Regions from separate parts of the Mus musculus genome. Here region 1 is linked to region 2. Evidence: chromatin contacts called from public promoter capture Hi-C data. All regions are on one chromosome and are shown on one strand. The core of a region is the stretch at or near the end of the contact, and the rest is flanking DNA. Distances in the headings are between cores, read along the strand shown.

What was found. Promoter capture Hi-C pulls out the DNA fragments that hold promoters and counts their contacts.
Region 1: a promoter capture Hi-C map of liver shows a contact between it and region 2. The contact joins two enhancer-like sites. A contact is called at or near these places in 12 of 39 promoter capture datasets (the C10 cell line, the HPC-7 cell line, cranial neural crest and 7 more), 1 of 15 datasets of contacts at CTCF or cohesin (the NIH/3T3 cell line), 3 of 484 Hi-C or Micro-C datasets (bone marrow-derived macrophages, embryonic fibroblasts and myocytes), 7 of 115 datasets of contacts at active chromatin or transcription factors (embryonic basal ganglia, embryonic forebrain, embryonic hindbrain and 2 more) and 4 of 9 other capture datasets (adipose tissue, liver, macrophages and 1 more).

Annotation. Positions count from the first base shown.
Region 1 is chr10:127,948,184-127,951,463 of GRCm38.p6, reverse strand. The region is part of intron 1 of Gm40805 (a long non-coding RNA gene); the gene reads left to right. It also overlaps the pseudogene Gm15900. Among named protein-coding and RNA genes, the nearest start is that of Gm40805, 2.7 kb to the left of the region's middle. Within about 2 kb of position 1,608, at least 4 of the 459 cell types and tissues checked have an H3K27ac peak or open chromatin away from gene starts, as enhancers often do. A contact at or near this core is called in liver, where this site is marked.
Region 2 is chr10:127,762,540-127,766,021 of GRCm38.p6, reverse strand. Rdh1 (retinol dehydrogenase 1 (all trans)) reads right to left here. Exons shown (of 4, transcript NM_080436.3): 2 at 2,799-3,057; 3 at 1,177-1,340; 4 at 1-701. The coding sequence ends at 484. Among named protein-coding and RNA genes, the nearest start is that of Rdh1, 4.5 kb to the right of the region's middle. Within about 2 kb of position 1,766, at least 19 of the 459 cell types and tissues checked have an H3K27ac peak or open chromatin away from gene starts, as enhancers often do. A contact at or near this core is called in liver, where this site is marked.

The DNA of each region.
Region 1 (3,280 bases), core at 359-2,858, 190 kb before region 2:
ACTGCAATTTCACAGGAGACGGAGACTCACGTTTGTCAAGGGTTTTTATACCACCCGGTGTCACTGAATTACCTATTACACAGTTCCGAGGTAGCAACTCAAACCCTCCTTCCCAGCTCTGGGCTCATTCCAGTGGAGCCAGGATAGGGAACCCAGAGAATGCAGGAGAAGGTGGAGACAGAGGTTCATCTCAGTGTACAACTTTAATTTCAAAGACAGAACATTTAAAGAAGAACATGTCCAAAGTGACAGAGGATGGACGTTAGGACAGTGTCCCCTCTTCCTGTGTCTCTACTCATTCTGTGTCAATATCATTCTCAATTTAGTCCCTGTCAGGTTGGCCAGTAGTGAGACCCCAGACATTGCGGCACAAAGCCCAGACTTGACTCCCATTGGTCAGGTTTGGCCACTGTTGTCCCAGGGAAATGCTAGGTTATGTGATTCCCCCAACACACACACAGGAGCCAATCTGATGCAACTCACAGCAGGGTCTTTATTCTATTTGAGCTAGCTTGCCCCCCGGGCCCCTCCCCCACAACGTACCACCATCACACAGTGGTGGGGGAGCCCTGAATGTCTATCGAGGCAGGGCTTTATAGAAAGTAGCAAGCAGGGAATGTGTGTGCAAGCATCTAATTGAAAAGCTCCTGTGGCTTTTAACATGATTGGTTGGTGCTGGGAGTCAGACAGTCTGCTCCCTCTGCACTGGTGGTCGTTAGGCAGGGGGTGGGCTTGGAACATGGGTGCAGGTTTGTTGGGGGGAATAACCTGGAGACACTGGTCTTGTTAAGGGAGTAACCTGGAAAGTCTGGTCTTGTTGGGGATTAGCTTAGAGACTGCAGCTAGGCTCAGGTTTTGTTGGGGGGCAACTTGGAAATTAATGCTAGGTACCAGCCTGTTAGTTTACCTGAGTTCAAACTTAGGTCAGGGTCTCTAAAACGGAGTCTGAATTTAAAAGCTTTGGCATCTTACCACCACCCAAGCCTAAACCAATCAGGAGTATGGTAGGACAGACATTAATATCTATTTTCTCTTGTTTTTCCACAATGAAAAGAATTCTTTGCATCGAATGTATCGTGCTTCAGATAAAGAAATAGATTTCCATTCACGCTTTATCTAAGTACAGCCTTTGCCTAAGCTCTGTTAAAGTTCTTGCTATCAAAACAACTTTTTTTTCCCTTGGCTTTTTTGAGACAGTTTTTTTTTTTGTTTTTGTTTTTGTTTTTTGTTTTTTGTTTTTTTTGGTTTTTGGTTTTGGTTTTGTTTTGTTTTGTTTTTCCCCTCTGTGTAGCCCTGGCTGTCCTGGAACTCACTCTGTAGACCAGGCTGGCCTAGAACTCAGAAATCCACCTGCCTTTGCCTCCCAAGTGCTGGTATTAAAGGTGTGTGCCACCACCACGACCGCTGGGCTTACAACAATTTTTAATCCATAGCTCTGAAAAGAAGGAATACTCGATCCCTTGTGGTCAGAGACATGATGATGGGCTGTATCAGAATGTGAGAGCGATTCAGTCTTATGACAAATGTCTGAGGGGCTGGGGCCCTGACAGCTCCCACACATTCCATTCTGAATGGTTTTGTCAAACTGCTTCTATAACAGGCTCCCAGACCCTTAGTAGGCTGCCAAACCTTAGCCCAAATGACACCATTACAGAGGTGTCATTCAGACTTTGGAACCTAGCATACTTGCCAAACTTGGCACATAACAAATATGGACTTTGCCAAAACAAAGACCTGATTTGCCAAAGTCCATATTTCTGGCAAAGCCCCTAAGTGTGCTAACCTTGCTTTTTAGCTTCTGTAGTTCCTCTCTTGGTTATCTGTTCTTGCTAACTGAGGTGTGTCAACCCAGGATGCAGGGTGGGCTTAAAAGTTCATCCTGAGAAAGGCACAGGACCACTCTCAGGTCCCAACCACCCAGTGTAGTCACCAGCCGGGTAATTAAGACTTCCTATTGGTTTGAACCTGTGTCTGATGGTCTTCTCTGGGGGATATTCCACAACATTGTCAGACATCTATGGTCATAATCAAAATGCACACATGTACTGAAAATGTCTGTTCAGCCTCTTCTCTACTCAACTGCCAAGAGTTATAGCAGGCATCGATCCTATGTGTTGGTGTGAAAAATCAAGCCACTCCCTTTTGGAAATTTGGAATTTTATGATATTAAGAGGTATGGGTTCCAAGTCTTACTAATTTTTTAAAAATTTTATTTCTAAAGTAGCCAGCTAATTTTTTCCTCTCAAAGGCAAGGACTCCTTGTGTGTAGGCCAGGCTGGTCCAGATATCACAGTCCTGACTCCACCTCCGAGGGCTAGGCTTACAGTCGGCATCACCATTGCCGCTATTTCATCATGGTTTTGTCTCCTTTTATTTTTCAGTGATGTTAGAGGTTAAGCTTAGAGTTACACTTATGTTGAACAAATGCTTTGCCAGGGTCACATCGCCAGCCTGTTTATTTTGATGTTCTTTTTTTTTTTTCATTTTAGAATTGATATTTATTTCACACCCCATGAACCCCACCCTTAAGGTATGCAATTCATGGTTTCAGCAAATCTGAAAGGGGGTGCAACTGCCACCACTGTCTATACCACCTAGCTCCAGAACATTCTATCTGCTCTTAAAGGGTTGCTGTAGCTGTGGGTTCTCCGGACTTTTCCTCAGAGCACAAGAACCCCATCAACAACCCTCAGCAAATCAAGGGGAGGCAGTGAAAGACATTTCCTTTTTTTTTAATGTTTGAAACAATGTCTCGCTCTCTCCCTCTCTCCCTCTCTCCCTCTCTCCCTCTCTCCCTCTCTCCCTTTGCCTACTTGCCTCATGGGACAGAGCAACTGTTAGATCCTTGGACTTCCATTCATAGCTGTTGCTGACCATTGTTGGGAGTTGGACTGCAGACTGTGGCGACAGACAAGGTGGCAAAAAAGCTGAGTTCTACTCTCTCATGGGTGAAGAACACAGTATCGCACACAGTCAGTCAGATGGCCAGTCAGGTGGCAAGTCCATCTGCCTCACTACACACTACATCCTCATCTACCACACTGTCAACACCAACACAGTCACCATCTTCCCCATCAAAGTTGAGTCCAGACGACTTAGAACTCCTGGCTAAGCTGGAGGAACAAAACAGATTAATAGAGACAGACAGTAAGTCTTTAAGATCAGTGAATGGGTCAAGAAGAAACGGTGGTTCCTCTCTTGTATCAAGTTCATCAGCCTCCAGCAACCTCAGCCACCTGAAAGAAAGAAAGAAGAAGGCAAGCTCCAAGGACAGCTTAAC
Region 2 (3,482 bases), core at 517-3,016:
CTGAACCTCCCACCCAGGGCCTGCCAACTTGACTCCAGGGCATGGGTGCTGGCTTTATTAGTGACTCTCTCAGACCCTACACCATGGTCTCAGGTGACTTCAGAGCAGGGACACTTCCATGCTGCATAGGGGTTTAAACTAGCCAGGGCATGTGCATTTCCTGCAGAGGAGGACACAGAAGAATGCTTGGCACAAGCTGGTCCCAGCCTCCTCATCTGTGTCGACCTTCATGGTAGCCATGATGCTCATAGTCTGGACATCAGCCAGCACTTTTGTATCTGAATCCCTTGGCAGAATTCTTTGCCTATTTATTTGGTCATCATCAGTCTTGTGTAGTGTCATAGGAGAATTAATGAGATGAAGTGTGTTGACTAAGAACCCCAGACTAATAAACTCCCTCCCTCAACCCTCCTAATTTCCCCTAAATATTCTCTCTCTCACACTCTACCTACATCTCCCCAGGTATGCACATAGGTGAACACTTCAGAGGGCTTTCTCAGGCTTCATGGAAGTCCAGTAGAGAAGGGCATCCACAAGAAAGGTGGGCAGGTAGCTCAAGGGGAGGAAGAGGAACTTGGCATCCCAGCCTGCTGAGTATCGAGTGCGAGGGTGGCAGGCAGTCAGAGCGTGCTCCATGCAGTCAGTCACCACAGACAGGTCCTTGTTGCACCTCTTGTCCAATTCGTTTAGGTTTTTCAGATCTATGCAGAATGAGGAATGATTCAGGTGGTCATTCAGCTCCCACCACGCCTGTCTTACAGCAGCATAGAGGAGAACTTCCGTTCCCTATGTGGGAGAATCCATGTGTCTGAAACCCAAGCCCAGCCTGTCCTAGTTCCTCACAAGGACCACAACCAAGCCACCAGGAAAAACCATGAATACTGAGCCTGCTGTGTTTCTCTTGAGATTATTATGTAGTCTCCCCAGTAGTTGGAGAAAGTCCAGGCTCATGGAAAATACTGCTTCCTGTATCTGTTTTAGCTTTGATCTCATTATATTGAGGGGTTCCTATAAACCATAGCCTCATGTCTAGTAGCCAGGTTCCCTTTATGTGGTGAGGTGCCCACCTGCTACCAGAAGAAACACCTGGCGGGGGGGGGGGGGCTGCTGGCAACACTAACAATAGATTCAGAATTGTAGACTCAAGTTGGCTTTGTTCCCCCAAAATCCACTCACAGAATAATAAAAACTTCTCGCCATAGATCTCTTTGACTTCCGAGCTGGCCTTGTCCCAGATCATCTTGGTGTTTGATGATAGCCTGTCACTACTTGTCACACAAGTCTTGAAGCCTCCAGGCTCTATAATAGCCACCTTCACCCCAAAATAGGAGAGCTCCCTCCTGCAAGACAGACAGATGTCAAGGGCTTGAGGGGTCTTTCCATGAAAAGACTCTGAATAAGAGTGCCGTAGCATGCCAGTAACAGTCTGTGGTGAAGAATGGTCACAAGCTTGCATCGGGGATGTGCAGCAAGTAGGGATGGAGCTTGTACAGGCATCGCCTCTGTGCTTGTGAATGCCGCACAGTATTTGGCGGGTGCAGGTAAGACTTCTCAATGAATGCCAGATGCAAAAGTCGCTCGTCCTTGCCCAAGGCACCTCCTCCTCACTACTGCTTCCCCAAACCCATCCCAGGAAGCTCACAGGCCAGCTCCCGGCTGGATCCTGTAGGTATCTTCCTAGAGCCTCAGATCACAGTCAGCCTGGACTCCGCAGCTGACAGGTTACCTGGCTCAACCTCTTCCATCTGCCTTGGCAGGTTCATAATAAACATTCATCCTTGCTTGCCAAGAGCCCTCAGACTCCCCACAAGCCTGCACGTGCTCAGCTACTCAGCCTCCTGCCTGTGTCGCCTGACTTTCCCTTTTGTCAAATAGGGGCCAGCAGCTTTCTCTGGTCAGTTAATGATCACACCAAGCCTAAGGTGGATAGATTTTCCCAGTGGTCTTCCTAACGAGGCTGCCAGGTTCCTGTTTGGACTCTTACTATAGGACCCAAAGACTAATAACTACTCTCTCACCAATGATTAACTGGAGATAACCACTTCAAAGGATGGCCACAGTAATCCCCTGGCTCCAACCCCAGACTTTCAAGCTCTCAGCTGCCAGTGTGTTTAAGGTCAGAGAGAACCTTGTGATTGTGCAGTGAGTTGATGGGAGACTCTTGTAAGTCTGGAAAAGTACGTACTGGACTGAATGAGATGCTCGGTCTGCCTCAAGACCTCGGACATCCTCAAGTTAAACATCACTAAAGATTAAGGCTCCAAACTCTGCCCACATTACCTCAGGTCCAACTCTAACTCAAAAACCATGTTCCAAGTTTGCATCCTCCTCCAGACTATTAACTGACCTCGCCTGGCATGGTGGCACACACCTTTAATTCCAGCATTCAGGGGATGGATCTGTAAGGGTTTGAGGCCAGTCTGGTCTACCTAGTGAATTCCTGGACAGCCAAGATTACATGGTGAGACCCTGTCTTAAACAAATAAATAAATAGAATAACTGAACTTATGGCTCAGTCCTACCTCAGCCATAGACATGAGAAGGTGATTCCAAGCGAATGACTGCTTACCTCCAATGAAGGGCAGGCTCTTTATTTATTTATTTAAAAAGATAGATTTCATTATAGATGATTGTGAGCCACCGTGTGGATCCTGGGACTTGAACTCAGGACCTCAGGAAAGCAGCTAATTCTCTTTACCTCTGAGCTATCTCTCCAACCCCATGATGGGGACATAAAGACTGTGATTAAATAAATACCCTATCAAAGCTTCCCTCGGGGACCCCTTCCCTTCCAGTACCTGAGGGAGTCTGAGAAGGCCTCTACACCATACTTGGAGATGCAGTAACCACCACCAAAGAAAGACATTCGGCCCATGACGCTGGAGACGTTGACCACACGACCCCTCGCCTTCCTCACTAAGGGCAGCATGCTCAGAGTCACCTCGATCATGCCCAACAGGTTCACATCCAGTACTCTTGCAAAGTCCTGTTTTTTCATCCACTCGTTGGGACCCGAGGGGGTGGAGATGCCAGCGTTGTTGACCAGGCCCCAGAGTCCTGGGGACAGTGGAAGGAGAGTGTAGTCACACAACACAGGTTTAATTATGGATGAAATGCACATTGGACAAGGTAAGCACACTGTGACACGTGTTTACTGGAGAATAGGATGCAATGAACAAGAACAAGGTATCCACAGGGCAGAGGAACTCATGCCTGAAACTGATGATGGCTCAGAGCATGGACACCTTCATCCCTGAAGTCTTCATGGTCCAGCTTCTTTCGTAGGAGCCAACAGGTAGTCCCTTCTTGCTAAATTTAAGAGCAGATGTTGAAGACACGGTCACCTTTGTTAATGTGGAAACCATGGAACTCTGTTTCGCAGATTGGTGCCATCCTTGCAGAGATGAGATGAGTGAGAGCCTTACTCTTTCAGTCCTATCTATCTCCAGAGCTCTCTGAGCAGTTCCACACACCGCTGCCTC